Regions from separate parts of the Mus musculus genome. Here region 2 is linked to region 1. Evidence: chromatin contacts called from public HiChIP or PLAC-seq data. All regions are on one chromosome and are shown on one strand. Each heading gives the region's core, a stretch centred on a gene start, on an enhancer-like site or on the middle of the called end of the contact. The rest is flanking DNA. Distances are from core to core; before and after follow the strand shown.

Region 1 (7,755 bases), core at 17-2,516:
AGGCAGACTGTCCTCCAAATTCGTGCCCCTCTAACAACAGGCCTGTGGCTAGCCAGTCACTCTTAGACCTTGCTTAACCTCTAATTTCTGCTATCCCCAGCCTTTCTGACTATAATATAGTCCAGTCATTCTCCCATGACCACGTATGTTCCTGTCTCAGGTCCCTGGAGAGATGAGATTTCTTCTTGTATTCTAGAATTAGTTTTTGCTTAGTGCATAGCTTCGGGATGGGGTAAAGTCTAGATCCAAGACTGATGTAGCCCGTGGGCGGTTACTTTTAGTTCTCACATGCTACAATGTTATAATGTGACCTCGGTCCTCCAACTCCATAGCTCTTCCTTCTTAGCAGACCGGAAGGTCATACACCCTGCTCTTGGGCAGCCTGGAACCATTCTCATTCACTCTCCGGTGAGACATTCACAAGGCTCTCTGCATTTCATTCTTTACATCCCTCGATCTCCTACTGGCATTTTCCACAAAGTGGCTTGCTTCTTTTGCCTTCCAAAAGTCAGGAGTGTGTTTCAGAACTTGGACCACTAGGTGGCAGGTCCTCCCTTCACGCCTCTGCTCCAGCCCAGTTTTCTCTGGCTCATAAACCTTTCCAAATGGAATAGGGTTTGAAAGGAGACTTCTTGGCATTCTTCCCTTAAGTTGGTCCAAGGAACGAAACCCATGGGGGACCACAGGGCAAGAGCTCTCCAGCCACAGGGAGATTACTGCTGGTATAGGTGATCTGCCAGGCTAAATGGTACAAAACCATAGAAACACGGCTAATCATTGTCCTATAAGGTCTGGACTGATGCTTGGCTTTTAACAAAGCAGTGATCTGACTGCTGGGGCCAGAAAGTCCTTCAGCTGAGGATACATTTGAACACATAAAGCTGCATAATAATTACCTTATGGCAATTATCACAGAGAAGCTGAGTCGCAGCTCTGGGAGAACTCATCTTTCTATTCAAATGATTCAGTTTTTAAAATGATAAAAATCTCAGTCCCAGGAGAAAGGTGTATTTTTCTCTCTTTAATACTTCCATGACTAGTGTGGATTAAAACAAAACAACACCCCATTGGTCTTGGAGTCTCTTCAGGTTTGGAGGCCGGGTGAACGGGAGCCACTGGCACATGCTCCCCGAGATATTGTGTGACAGACTGGATGTAAAGAAAGAGCAGTTGAGAGAGCACTTGCACAATGTGTCGGCCTGGACAAGCTCACTGCCCACTGTACAGCACCCGTGTAGAGGCTGGCTTCCTGATCCGTGCCACATCTCCCGGACGACCTGAGGCAGAGCTCCTTTGGTAGCGCAAGTCAGTTTTCTGAGGCAATGAACACGGTTGTACAAAGCCTGTTTGCTCAGCATCCTCTCTGACTCAGGGGCTGATCTCTTCCCTAACCTAGTGGACCTGCCTCAGCTTAAGGGCTTCTGGCCCCAGCAGTCAGAGAACTGTTTTTTAAAAGAGTCTGTACCTCTAGGATTTTTTTAAGGTCCTGTTCATTGGTAGTCAAAACTGCTTGCTGGTAGATTTAATTTTTTTAGTAATGAGTTTGTTACTCAGAGTAGTTAAGTCCAAGAATTTGAATGGGTGATTAAATGCACTGTTTTGGCTAGATAATGGTTGGTTTTGATCAAAGTAAATGAGACTCAGTTTCCTGGGTGACTGCAAGTATTTCTGAAAGCAATTACAAAAGAGGAGTTCTAAAATGCTGTGTGAGAGTCTGCACTGCTGAAGAAAGAGCCTGCCAAGGGGACTCCTTTGAAGACTGATGCTAATGGAGATGGGTTAGCTCTCATTATTCTAAGGGCACGCCTGGAAGAATGCTCTACCCAGCCTACCTTCTACAGCAGAATAAATAAATGCCACTCACGCCACACATAATTATAGGCTAGGTAAAATGAGAAAATAACCAAGCAGAAAAGAGAAACTTGTTCAACCTGCAGATACTATAATAATACAAAAAAACAAAACAAAAACAAAAACAAAAAACCACTGAACGACTGCAGGGCCAGCTCTAAGGCAAGCTCTCTGTCACCCCACTGTCATTTACTTGAAAAATAACAAGAACATAACGTGTGACTGTATCAAGAAGTTAAGAAAAAACAAACATATCTACTTAGATTTGCTTCAGAATAATAAGGGTAGAAAGGCACAGGAGGGATAAGGGTGACCCAGGGCATAGCCTGTTAAAATAACTGATGGGGACATTTGTTCATTCTGCTTATATTTAAACTTTCCAAAATAATTTTTTAAGAGAAAATGATTATGAATATTTGTGGGTTTTTGAAAGTAATCATGTGATAACTTATAATTACATGGATGTTTTTCTCTCTAGTCCTTCCAATATTGATACTATCAATTTAGATAATGGTTTTTAATAGAAAGGAATTGGTCTCCAAGTCTCCACGTTTGTTTATGGTTCTTGGCAACAACAGGAAACAGTGCCAATTCTAGAGTTAGTAGCTATGCACTGGGAAGTCATAATCTAGACAAATCACTTATATTAATACATTTTTAGAGGATTTCAGCTATTGCACAGTCTTTAATGCCAAGAGTATATTTGAAAGGGTCTTTAGAATGGACCAAATATAAACACATAATTTTCACATGTGGATTTTCTTAACATTTTTGTGGTGAGTGCCATTTCAAGCAGGACAATTAAACAGACAGCTACAAGCTTGCTACGTGGCATTCAGTCAACTTCACATTGCCAGACAAAGCTGCCAAGCAGCTATTGAGATGACTTCTAGAGTTTTGGAGAGAGTCTTCCATAGTCTCTCCTCCTGCAGCAGTAGCATAGAGCCACTGTCACATATGCAGAGCACAGGGTTCCACCACGGCCACAGTTGATCTTGGTTTTCTCAGCAATATAAAACCAATTAGATGAGGCCCTTGGAAGTATGGAGTCTTGTATGAGCTTCTGAGTTAGGGTTCCTCAACTCAGTCAAACGGTAGATGTTCAATTTGCCTCTCCTTAACAACCTCAGCAATTCAACTGAAATAAAATCAGTTAGGGCTTGAAATGCAAAGCTATCCCGTGCTCCAAAAGAAACACAAGTCTTTCAAGTCTACAGACGTGTGACGGCACTAACACACCTTTCATAATCAGGCTAAGCCAGGATTACCTCTGGCTCTCACCCATGTCCGCTGGTTGTGTTCTTGGGGAGACTACTTACAGGCTTCTCTCTATAAAACCTATCAACTTGAAAATGATCATGTCAGATAGATGGTGCAGACTGAGAATTATAGTGCCACCAGCACTAGCCTTCTAGTTAGGGCTTAGTTAATTGTCAATGTTTCCTACTGATTTAACGGCTAATGGTGGTCATAGTCTTCCAATAAGTCTACTCAGGTAGTTAGTAACTTGTGTGAAGGACAGGTCAGGGTCTAAACATTGATGGTCAGAGTCCAAAGCTCACATGCATGGCCACTCCACATAACCCTACACAGAACCTCAAAAAAAAAAAAAAAAAAAAAAAAAACCCTGCATCTTTACCTTTGCAAACCTACAAGTGTAGACAGAGACCCCCCCCCCCCCCCAAGTATACAAATAAACAAAGTGCCTTTTCCATAAAATGATACTCGTCTTTCCTGGTGCACTTTTAGACTCAATGGCAGAGTGAAAATACATAATTCATGAAAAAGTTGTTATATTTCATTTGAACTTAGATTCCCCCCCAAAAGATACTTTAATGAAAAAAAAAAAACTTATGAGCAAGATAAATGACATAACCCCTTTTCCAACAGTGGTTAGTGGCATGAAACAACCCCTGCTCAAAGTCTAATGTTTTAAATGATCTGGGAAAATAATATAAGACTTTGGAGAAAACCACAGCGAGACTAAGAAAAAGGAGTCATGTCTCTTAAGAGAGATATGTGTATCAATTCTACAGTACTTAATGGTATTAAAATGGGTCAAACTGTCCTATAGACAAGCAGCATATAAAGATGCATAGGTGTTAAAAAAAAAAAAAGGAGGCAGGGTTTATTTAGATAACATCTGACCTGGGTCAAAGAGTATCCACAGTAAAAGCTTTAACTACAGGGTCGCGGGACCAGATAAGTAGGAATGTAGGCAAGGCTAAGGCAAGCAATGATAAAATGCTCGTCTGAGTGGTATGAAGAGCCAAATGACTGTGATAGGTGTCAGAATGTGTAGGACTCCTTGTAATGAGCACTGTTGGTGGCACCGGTCACAGGAGTCAAACAGCTGCCTCTGTAATCCTGGGTGCTATGAGGCTTACTGAAAACTCATATCAAATCCCCACTTTACTGAAATAAATCCCAAGAAGGCTGAAAACTTATTCTGTAACTGGAGTTCAATGGATCGTGGAAATATAACTTAATCATAAAGCCTATGAGGTCCAGATAAATAGAAGTCTTTTTTTCAAAATCACTAGCTTTAAAGAAACTATAATTGTTCAAATTTTATTTGCCACAAGATCATGACAAATCATACAAGTAACAAAATACACTAAATTCCCCTAGATAAAAATGCAAATACATGGCTGAAAGAATTTTAATGTAAAACAAAACAAAAGCAAAAAGCTTCCCATAGGAGTGAAATTAAATTTATACTATGCTATTTTTAATAAATCTATGATGAATGTACATTTACTGATAGGTTGCAGGAAGTCTAGTTCTAGAACACTTTGGCCTTACATTTAAAGGTCTTCATTTTATAGCCTCTGAAGAGACATAGAAATAATGAACAATGTTAAAAGGAAACTTGTACCACTTGGGCCTGTAGCTGCATTATCTGGTCCATGGGCGCGTTATCCGCACAGTGGCAGAAGGGGGCAGTGCTGAGCTAAAAAAAAAACCATAAGCAAGCTTTAATTGCTGCAGCAGCAGATTTTCCTGCCCAGGCACTTTGGAATCGATCCCTACCGCCTTATAGATAAATAATATAAGACTCCAGCAACCTTTAAAGCTTTAGAATATGTTTACAAGGGCTTTCGATAGAAAAATCAAGGATACTCTGAGTTTAATACCCAGTACAGAGCATCATCACCCAACACCTGTGAAGATGGCTCCCAGAGACCAGAAAAGCCTGTTTACAAAGCAATACATCAGAAGCTTTCAAAGAGAGCAGTGGAAGTACCACGTAGCTTACCATTCATCGGGCGAGCACCCATAATCCTCAGGTTCAGGGACATGGCTTCAGGAGGAGGGACAGAAAGAGAGGGAAAAATAATCACAGAAAGGCTGGAAACATAAAACCATGGAGAAGGAGAGCTGAGAGGCGGGTTTCTAGAAAGTTAAGAAGATGAACATTTAGTTGGATCTGGGAGAATGGCAGTTAGTACAGGGAGGAGAACATGAGGATTTATGGTAACCAAGTGGATTTACAAAGGTACCCTGTACCCCAGAATTGAACGGTGCATAGAGGTCAAAATTTAGTATTGAATATGTTTAAATTTAGCTGTTGAAACATATGCTATAGAGCCAGTAGGAAGTGCATTATTTATATTTATAACCATAACAATGTGTTTCAATGATACATACATGCTAGTCATGTCGGGCACAGTTAAAAAATGGGCACGTCACACATTAAAAAAAATCTGTTGTATAATTTTCAGGAAGCTTTGACTGGCTTGACACAATAACTTCCTAAGAGGGTAATGGGAGTAAAAGTTAACTGTATTTGTTTAATTAAATGGAGCCACTGATATTTAAAATGGTCCACCCATCAAATACTTTTTAATCTTTTTTAAAAAAGATTTATTTTATTATTATACGTAAGTACACTGTAGTTGTCTTCAGACGCACCAGAAGAGGGCATCAGATCTCATTACGGGTGGTTGTGAGCCACCATGTGGTTGCTGGGATTTGAACTCAGGACCTTTGGAAGAGCAGTCAGTGCTCTTACCCACTGAGCCATCTCAACAGCCCACTTTTTAATCTTTAAAAAAAAAGTCTTCTATCCATACTTTAATTTTATCCACTAGCTCATGGAAACATAGGGAAGGACCCCTTGGCATAGTTCATACGACACCTAACATACATATCAGCATAGATTCTCTTATTTCCTTTTTCTTTCATTACATATGATAATTCAGTACTTTCACTTTCATTTAGACGATTATATGAAGGAAGAGTGTAAAATGCTGAGATCGTTTTTTTTTTTGATAAGTATAATAAGCAGCTCATAAATAAATAAATAAATAAATAAATAAATAAGAAGTCATTAACATCCCAAATGACTGCCTGCTCTTTTAACCTTGTCACGGCACAGTAAGTTTTCCCTAGGGATAAACAGCAGTCACAGCAAAAGGGACCCCCAAAGCTCACGACTCCTCCCTGCCAAAGGCTTGTGTTTACTGTTTTAAGAGGAAGGACTCACCCTGACCATCTCAGGCTAGATTCCTACGAAAGGGGCTAGCCTGTGGCAATGCACTGTGGAAATGGGCTGCAGCCCCCCAGGGACTATCATTTATGATTACCCTCAAGGTTTGGGCCCCAGCTCCTGGACTGCACAGAATGGCAGTCAGTAATGTCTCTGGAAGAGCTAGTAACTGTCCAAGCAATGAACACTGCGAGAAGGCCCTGCCAGCTTGCACTGGTACTGGGTCCCTGCTCACTGTTTCACACCAGCACTGGACCTAATGCTTCCAAAATCCTGAGGCTTAACAGCCACGGAACACAAGGGCCACAGTGCCTTCCCTGGAGTCTGGTGCAGCCCTGGCAGAAGCGAAGTACCACCATTCGTTCAGAGGGTGGTGGGCAGCAGGTGACTTGTTTCCATGAGTTTCTATGACTGCAGCTTGGCAGCTCTTGTGTTGGCCAGCTATCTGGCTACTGGCCCAAGGGCAAGGCATGCCAGTGTGGTCATAGCTGTCTGGGGAGTTCATTTAAACTCCTTCTCAGATCTGGGCTCGAGGATCACTCTGTCAGGAACCGTCCCTTGACCTTAGTCTTTAGATAACTTCACACCATCTGAGGCTCACACTGATTCTTGCCTCGTATTAGGACTACTGTTGTATTATAATTAATTAATATCTATTAACCCCAGTTAGACTGTGAACTCTGAGTGGGAACCATGCAAACTCTGCTTGACTAGGTTTCTACTACCTAACCAAGAGCCAGCTGCAGGAGGCCGGCTTCTTCTCTTATATGCAAATGACAGGTCAAGGTTGGCCACCAGACACACCTACTGGCTGTAATCTAGTCCTTGGGGCTAGGCGTATGGTAACCTGATGAGTCTCTCCTCGGGTTTGTAGGATTAGTCATCTCCGCCTAAACATACTATTTGTAAACAAAACCTGCCCTGTAAAATATTGACATTCGTTAGTAAGTATGGACATGGAATCTTCATTTGTTTTCACCACGAAATACAAATAAAATAACAATGACAAAAAGAGTCATTCAGGTTGCTTAATAGACTGTTTTTCTGCCCCAGAGCTAGTATAGATTAAATTGCTGACTGCTTTTCAGCCCCAGACTATATTGTGGACAATCAGGATATAAGGAAAATGTTTCAAATCTTCAAGGCATTGAGAACTCCAGCCAGTGAACAGAGAAGTTCTTATCTATTGCAGATTTGCAATTGATTATAATACGCACAGGCATTTCCATAGTGTAACCTGTTACACTGAGACTCTCCTAAAGGTTTATAGTGTAATTCCTAGTTTGTAGCAAGATGAATTGATAAATATAACTTTATTTATATTTAATTACAACTTCCCCATAAGATGATCTAAGGTTAAAAAAAACAAAACAAAACCAAAAACAAACAATCAAACAAACAAACCAGTAAGT
Region 2 (6,689 bases), core at 3,471-5,970, 350 kb after region 1:
ATAGTGTTCACAGAACTCCCAATGGAGGCGAGATTATTCATATGGGAAGAGAGGCTTTAGAGGAACACTTGTTTCCTTTGAAGAAGAGGCTTTAGATTTAGACAGCAGTCTGTCCCCTAGTCACAGGCTTGAACAATAGCGACACTGGCATGGCTGTAATGTTTTATAATTCATAATGTATGGCCAGGTACATTTTACATAGGACATCCCATTTCCCTCGAGGCTAGATTGTCGTGACCCCCATATTAGAATGGAGAAACCCTAATCCCAGAAAAGTCAACTGTCATGCTCACATGGCTGTCCCATTAGATCTCTCCAGAGGAACAAGAGCAGCAGTCCATCTCTCTGTGCTGTTTTGTCAGCCCGACCGACACAAGCTAGACTCCTTTGGGAGGTAGAAACCTCAGCTGGCAGGGAAGATGACTGACCACATCAGAAAGCAGGCTGAGCAAATCACGAGGAGCAGGGCAGTATGCAGCACCCTTCCAGGGCCTCTACATCTACATCAGCTGTTCCTGCCTCAAGTTCCTGCTTTGTCTTGGATGCTATAATATAAGATACAAGGTGAAATAAAATCTTTCTTCCCCAAATTGCTTTTGCTCATGATATTTAATCATAGCTGTAGAACCCAAACCAAGACACAGCCGTTATGTGTCTCTGTACAGAAAGGTATTTATGTCCAGCAAAGGATTTTTATATGATGTTAGCCTTGGACATATGGGGGTTGTGAAGTCTTCTTAAGTTTTGCCAAGTTGGAGACCCAGGTAAACCTCAATACAGTTGAAAGCAACTGTATCTCTCCATAACCTTCAGAGCAAAAAACACAAGGGAAAAAGAGGGTGGATGTCAAATAGCCAGGTAGAGAGCACAGGGCTAGCCTTGCTCAACCTCTCTGCCTTGCTCAGCTACTCCCACCCCAGACTTCATGGTGTCTGACTATATTCTTTCTATACTCTTTAAAATTCAAATGCAATTTTCCTCTAGAAACATCTTTGTATACAGATCCAGAAACAGAACTTGATCAATTAGGTTTCTGGGTACCCCCTGGACCAGAACTCTATGATCACAGCCACGAAGTGCCAAAGCCGAGGTTGAGATGGGTTTCTTCCCAGTACACAGCATTTGCTTCTCAAACAAAAGTTTGAACAGGGCATGGTGGCTCATGCCCGTATCCAGCACTTGGGAACTTGAGGCTTTGTCTCAAAAACAAAGAAAAAAAATTGTTCCAAATAATTAGACTGTGGAGGTCTGTATTTTTTTTTCTTCACATGTGAAAGAATACATGGGGTATCCTTGATACCACATGATGAATACAAATCTAATGGCTGTTGTGGACAATGCCAGCAATTGGAATTGTCTGGATACAGAGGAATAAGAGGAAAGGCAGCATGAAGAGACAAGAGCTCTCTAAAGGGGAGGCTTGGTCAAGCTCTGCTTACTGCTCTGGGCTGGAATGCAAGTCTTTCCTGCTGCCATGTTCTTTGGGTTTTCAGAAGATTAAAGTGCAGGTTTTCACCTGAAACTTTGAGCTGGCTTAGGAGTGAATGCCAGCATTACACTGCCACAGCCAGCAGCTTTCTGGTGGGAGAAGGAGGCTTCTTTTCTTCATCCACATAGTCAGACATGCTGCAAGATCAGGGGTGTCTCGGAAGAGCTTTCTCTGAACACTCATTTTAATTTTAGTGTGTAGGATAGTATTGAATTCTCAGTTAATGACTCGGCCAGTTCAGCAATCAATCTGAACAAATAGACAATTTCTTGGGAATTCATTAACATTTTTCTTACAGGCTTGGGAAATAAACAAACCAGAAAGCCCTTCTTTTAGAAATGTTCACCTGCACAGAGTGCTTGCTCATTTGTACATATGACAAAGTGGGTCGCTGAGAAAAGGATTTATGACACGTGGTAAAAATTTTCAACTTGACTGTTTCCACATGCATAAAAAATATGAATAACAATTGCCCTTAGTGGGAGATTTGGTTTGTAATCATTGCATAACAGTATAAGAGCCCGCCATTGAAGCACATATCAGTGTGTATCTTTACTTGTGACCTTTAGCTTATAGAGCAGTAAGGAAGCTGATATGTCAATGGCATTTTATATTAGCAATGAGATTTTCAACACAACATATCTTTTGTTGAGTGTTTATTAGGCACCAGATTTTTGTTATTTTTCATTTGTCAAAGAATCTTACTGCACAAATGGTATAACTTCTTGATTTTACAAACAAGGGACTCCCAATGTTTGAGTATATTTAAGTTACGATTATTTAGATGCTAAGAGGGAAATGAACAAAATTGATCTAAATGATAGAAAAGCATAGAAATTATTATTATGTACCTACTACATGCCAGATTGTGTTATGGGTTCTTAGTTCTTAGGAAAAACCTAAGTCCCTGATTTAGTAGAGCTATAATTTATTTGTAGGTCCTGGTAGCGAGCAAATAGTTTGCATTGTATAATATTCCATCGTCCTGCCTACTTTAAAGGAAAAGATTAGGTAAGAGACAGGGTCTTTTGCTGATGGTGTACGGAGAATTGGTTGCCTGGGGGGGGGGGGTGACATTTAAACAAAGGTTAAAAGTGGAGGGAGAAGCAGGCGTTTCGAGGACTGTCCATGTGACAATCACATCCTGGTATAACTTGCCATTCAGTTCTCTACCAGTGTCTTTCTTTGGTTATTTATAACTTGCAGGGTCATATGATACCAGGCTCCAGAAAGGGCACACACTCTGCTCTGACCTTGGTCCCTTTCCTCGGAGTTACCTGGGCACCTTAAGCTTATTAACAGGCCTAGATTTCCTCATCTGTTAAGTCTAGGTCACAATTTTCATTACATATGACGATGAAACTAACGCACAGGAAGTCTCCAGAGATACCTTGAAGATACAGTAAACAGGAGTCAGGGCTATGTTTAAATGAACCATTTGTGTCTCACAAAGAAATGTGGAGAAGTTCCCTTCTTTAGAGCTCTGCACCTACACCTTTGAGAATTAGGGTGAGTGGTTAGTTATTTAACACAATGTTAAGATGCATCTATTAACATACATTGAACTAACTACAAGTATTCGCAGAGTCTCATGAAGAGGAAAAGCAAGCAAGGAACAGATGAAGAATATTCTGCCATTTGCAGAAGCCATTGCTCTGTTCCATTGCTGGCCTGCTGATTAAAATCTTCAGACTGGCCTGTCAGGTCATCAAGAAATCTGGGTCTGGTCCCAGAGTGCTTTCTGATGTGCTATGTAACTTAAAGCTAATCTCTTGGCCTGCTTGCTTTCAGGAGGAGGACAAAGGATCTCTCACTTTACTTATCTCAAAGGAGTCTTTCAAAAAAGACAAATGACAACACACACACAGCCACACACACACATTCTCTGAAAATTGTACCCCAGTGTGATATAACTTACTGCTAAATGTGGGATATAATTTGGTAAGGAAGCAAAGATTCTGAGTCACAGTCTACCTCATGGGCAATGGAGTCTATCAACAGAGTGTGAGTTAGTAACCACTCTGGTATGAAAAGGGAAAGGACACAATAGTGAGGTGCTGGGGTTCAGGAGGGTCCAGTGGGGGAGCTGGGGAGCTCCCAGACTTTGGAAGGGCCACTATCTAGTTTTCCACGCTGACTTGGTTGAATCTATATAACTCTGTCATCTAATCAAGATCCTCTCTGAAGCTAGAATTTAGATTCATGACCTCAGACAGTATCATCATGGAAATTTCACTATAAGAATTAAATACACTAAATTTGTTGTTAGCATTGTGTATGCCACTGATGCTCAAAGAAGTTTTAAACGTATGATGATGGTGATGATGGTGGTGGTGGTGATGATGATGATGATGTCTTAAGACTGGAATTCTTCTGGCTTTTAGATCTGGATTCTTTTAGGTCTTGGAGGTACACTTGAGCAAGGTTTTGAAGACTATCAAAAAGTCTATTCAACCCTGGCTAAGACCTAACAGGCAACTACTGTAAACAGTCCACTGGATTTGCTCCAGGCTGAGGGGCTAAGCCTGTGTCCCTCTGTACCTCTGCTGAACTGGACGTATGGGGACTAATTCCAAGGGCTGATCCAGTGGAGTGAAGGCTTCTGAGTGCCTAAAGATGAGTGGTGATGCTGACACCATTTCACAGTGCCTATTGCATAGCCAGGGCACACAGGCTGACTCAGCCCCTCAGACTCACTCATACCCATTTCCTCCCTTTCTGTCTATTTTCTCCAGATTGTGGGGAAGCTCCTAGGCATCTGCACGACGCATTTCTGAAACCTTTACCAAGGAGAAGAGACCTGTCCTTATTGCTCCCTGGGACTCTTTGAGATCGGCAGACCTCTCAGCAGTGCCTCATCTATGCTGTTCTAGGGTCTTCCATCCTTTCTATCCTCACGATATTGCCATGGTAACCCTCTGGGAGGGAGGAAATGGATAGTGTACCACTGAGGAGCTATTTTTAGATTTCTGGCCAGATGCTTTGACAAATCTGTTGAGGGATAGAAAAATGAACCAAATATAGACAATTTTTGTCAACAAAATTATTATTTAAAATTTATATCATAAAATTGATCTAGGCAGGCATACTTCTAAATTATACCTAATATTCTACTCTAATATATAACCACATTCCCTAACCTCAATTTTTCCCATGTTCATTCAGCCTTTTGTTCTTAGACTGAAGGAGTTGGCAGGAACATAATTATTCAGAATGTGGCCTACATAACTCTTGGAAAACCATTTGTTTAGATCCTGCTACCATTAGCACTGGCTACATTTGTGTGGTGTCCATCTTATGCAACTGTGTCACTGACCTTTCTCCATCTTTTTGAAATGTTAATATGATTCAGTGCAACTTGCAGCATCCTTTATGGATATCACATTCCTCTTAGGCTAAAGGCTCCTCAGATTAAAAGTGGCCATGAAACACAGGACAGGAGGCCTTCAAACAGAGCTAGAGGAGTTTAGTAACATGGAATTTCCCCTTCTTTATGTTTTAAAAAAAAGACATTTGAGGTGAATCCCAAGCTCCCCCCATGCCATTGCACTGTCAGGTAGTACATTCCTTTGGATTTTTACCTAACCTTATCCTTTCACTATCAACACAAATGTCAGAAATGGGCCTCTAAAGCAAACATAGAAAGCGTCCTGTACAATGTTCATCTAGCTACATATGCATTTCTCTCATTGTACCTAGCAAGTTGCAACACTACATTTTCTTATGTATACTGTTATTTCATACTGTAAGCCATATTGCTAAGGACTTGTTTTGATTGCATACTATGATACATACCTATGTTGTATATTCTCATGACTGAAAAGAAGACACATAGTTATTTTAAAAGGATATAACCCAAAGTTCTCTATCAGGAAGAGCTGGTAGTTATAGCAGATCCTCTCCAATCCAAAATGCATCCAGTTCAACATCTGTTCATTATAGAGATTCAAAGAAAATCTTGTACAGAAGGCAGTATCTTTATTATAGCCAATATCTTTATCATTTCTCTACATGAGAAATTCATAGCTAGTACTACAGTCAGTGAGGAAGAAGAAGAAGGAGGAGAAGAAGAAGAAGAAGAAGAAGAAGAAGAAGAAGAAGAAGAAGAAGAAGAAGAAGAAGAAGAAGAAGAAGAAGAAGAAGAAGAAGGAAGAAGAAGAAGAGGAGGAGGAGGAGGAGGAGGAAGTGGAGGAAGGAGAGGAGGAAGAGGAGGAGGAGGAAGTGGAGGAAGGAGAGGAGGAAGAGGAGGAGGAGGAGGAGGAGGAGGAGGAAGAACCACAACCACAACAAATGTTTCTTTCCCAATCAGGTCTTGTATGTGGTGAAGTTGTTTTTGACATCTCTACTTTTTTTTTTTTTTTTTTTTTCATTTTTTTTTATTAGGTATTTAGCTCATTTACATTTCCAATGCTATACCAAAAGTCCCCCTTACCCACCCACCCCCACTCCCCTACCCACCCACTCCCCCCCTTTGGCCCTGGCGTAACCCTGTACCGGGGCACACAAAGTCTGCGTGTCCAATGGGCCTCTCTTTCCAGTGATGGCCGACTAGGCCATCTTTTGATACATATGCAGCTAGAGTCAAGAGCTCAGGGGTACTGGTTAGTTCATAATGTTGTTCCACCTATAGGGTTGAAGATCCCTTTAGCTCCTTGGGTACTTTCTCTAGCTCCTCCATTGGGAGCCCTGTGATCCATCCATTAGCTGACTGTGAGCATCCACTTCTGTGTTTGCTAGGCCCCGGCATAGTCTCACAAGAGACAGCTACATCTGGGTCCTTTCAGTAAAATCTTGCTAGTGTATGCAATGGTGTCAGCATTTGGAAGCTGATTATGGGGTGGATCCCTGGATATGGCAGTCTCTACATGGTCCATCCTTTCATCTCAGCTCCATACTTTGTTTCTGTAACTCCTTCCATGGGTGTTTTGTTCCCACTTCTAAGGAGGGGCATAGTGTCCACACTTCAGTCTTCATTTTTCTTGAGTTTCATGTGTTTAGGAAATTGTATCTTATATCGTGGGTATCCTAGGTTTTGGGCTAGTATCCACTTATCAGTGAGTACATATTGTGTGAGTTCCTTTGTGATTGTGTTACCTCACTCAGGATGATGCTCTCCAGGTCCATCCATTTGGCTAGGAATTTCATAAATTCATTCTTTTTAATAGCTGAGTAGTACTCCATTGTGTAGATGTACCACATT

Evidence for each region. HiChIP or PLAC-seq counts read pairs in DNA pulled down with a chosen protein or histone mark.
Region 2: a contact with region 1 is called in an H3K27ac HiChIP or PLAC-seq map of neural progenitor cells, with 15 times the contacts expected there. The contact joins two enhancer-like sites. A contact is called at or near these places in 1 of 15 datasets of contacts at CTCF or cohesin (stem cell-derived epiblast-like cells), 6 of 484 Hi-C or Micro-C datasets (cardiomyocytes, cerebral cortex, embryonic stem cells and 3 more), 4 of 115 datasets of contacts at active chromatin or transcription factors (VIP interneurons, astrocytes, neural progenitor cells and 1 more) and 1 of 9 other capture datasets (embryonic stem cells).

The regions. Positions count from the first base shown.
Region 1 is chr5:67,751,540-67,759,294 of GRCm38.p6, forward strand. Atp8a1 (ATPase, aminophospholipid transporter (APLT), class I, type 8A, member 1) reads right to left here. Exons shown (of 37, transcript NM_001038999.2): 15 at 5,111-5,155. Among named protein-coding and RNA genes, the nearest start is that of Gm46914, 52 kb to the left of the region's middle. Within about 2 kb of position 1,267, at least 44 of the 459 cell types and tissues checked have an H3K27ac peak or open chromatin away from gene starts, as enhancers often do. A contact at or near this core is called in VIP interneurons, neural progenitor cells and neural stem cells, where this site is marked.
Region 2 is chr5:68,093,706-68,100,394 of GRCm38.p6, forward strand. The region is part of intron 1 of Grxcr1 (glutaredoxin, cysteine rich 1); the gene reads left to right. Among named protein-coding and RNA genes, the nearest start is that of Grxcr1, 65 kb to the left of the region's middle. Within about 2 kb of position 4,721, at least 30 of the 459 cell types and tissues checked have an H3K27ac peak or open chromatin away from gene starts, as enhancers often do. A contact at or near this core is called in VIP interneurons, neural progenitor cells and neural stem cells, where this site is marked.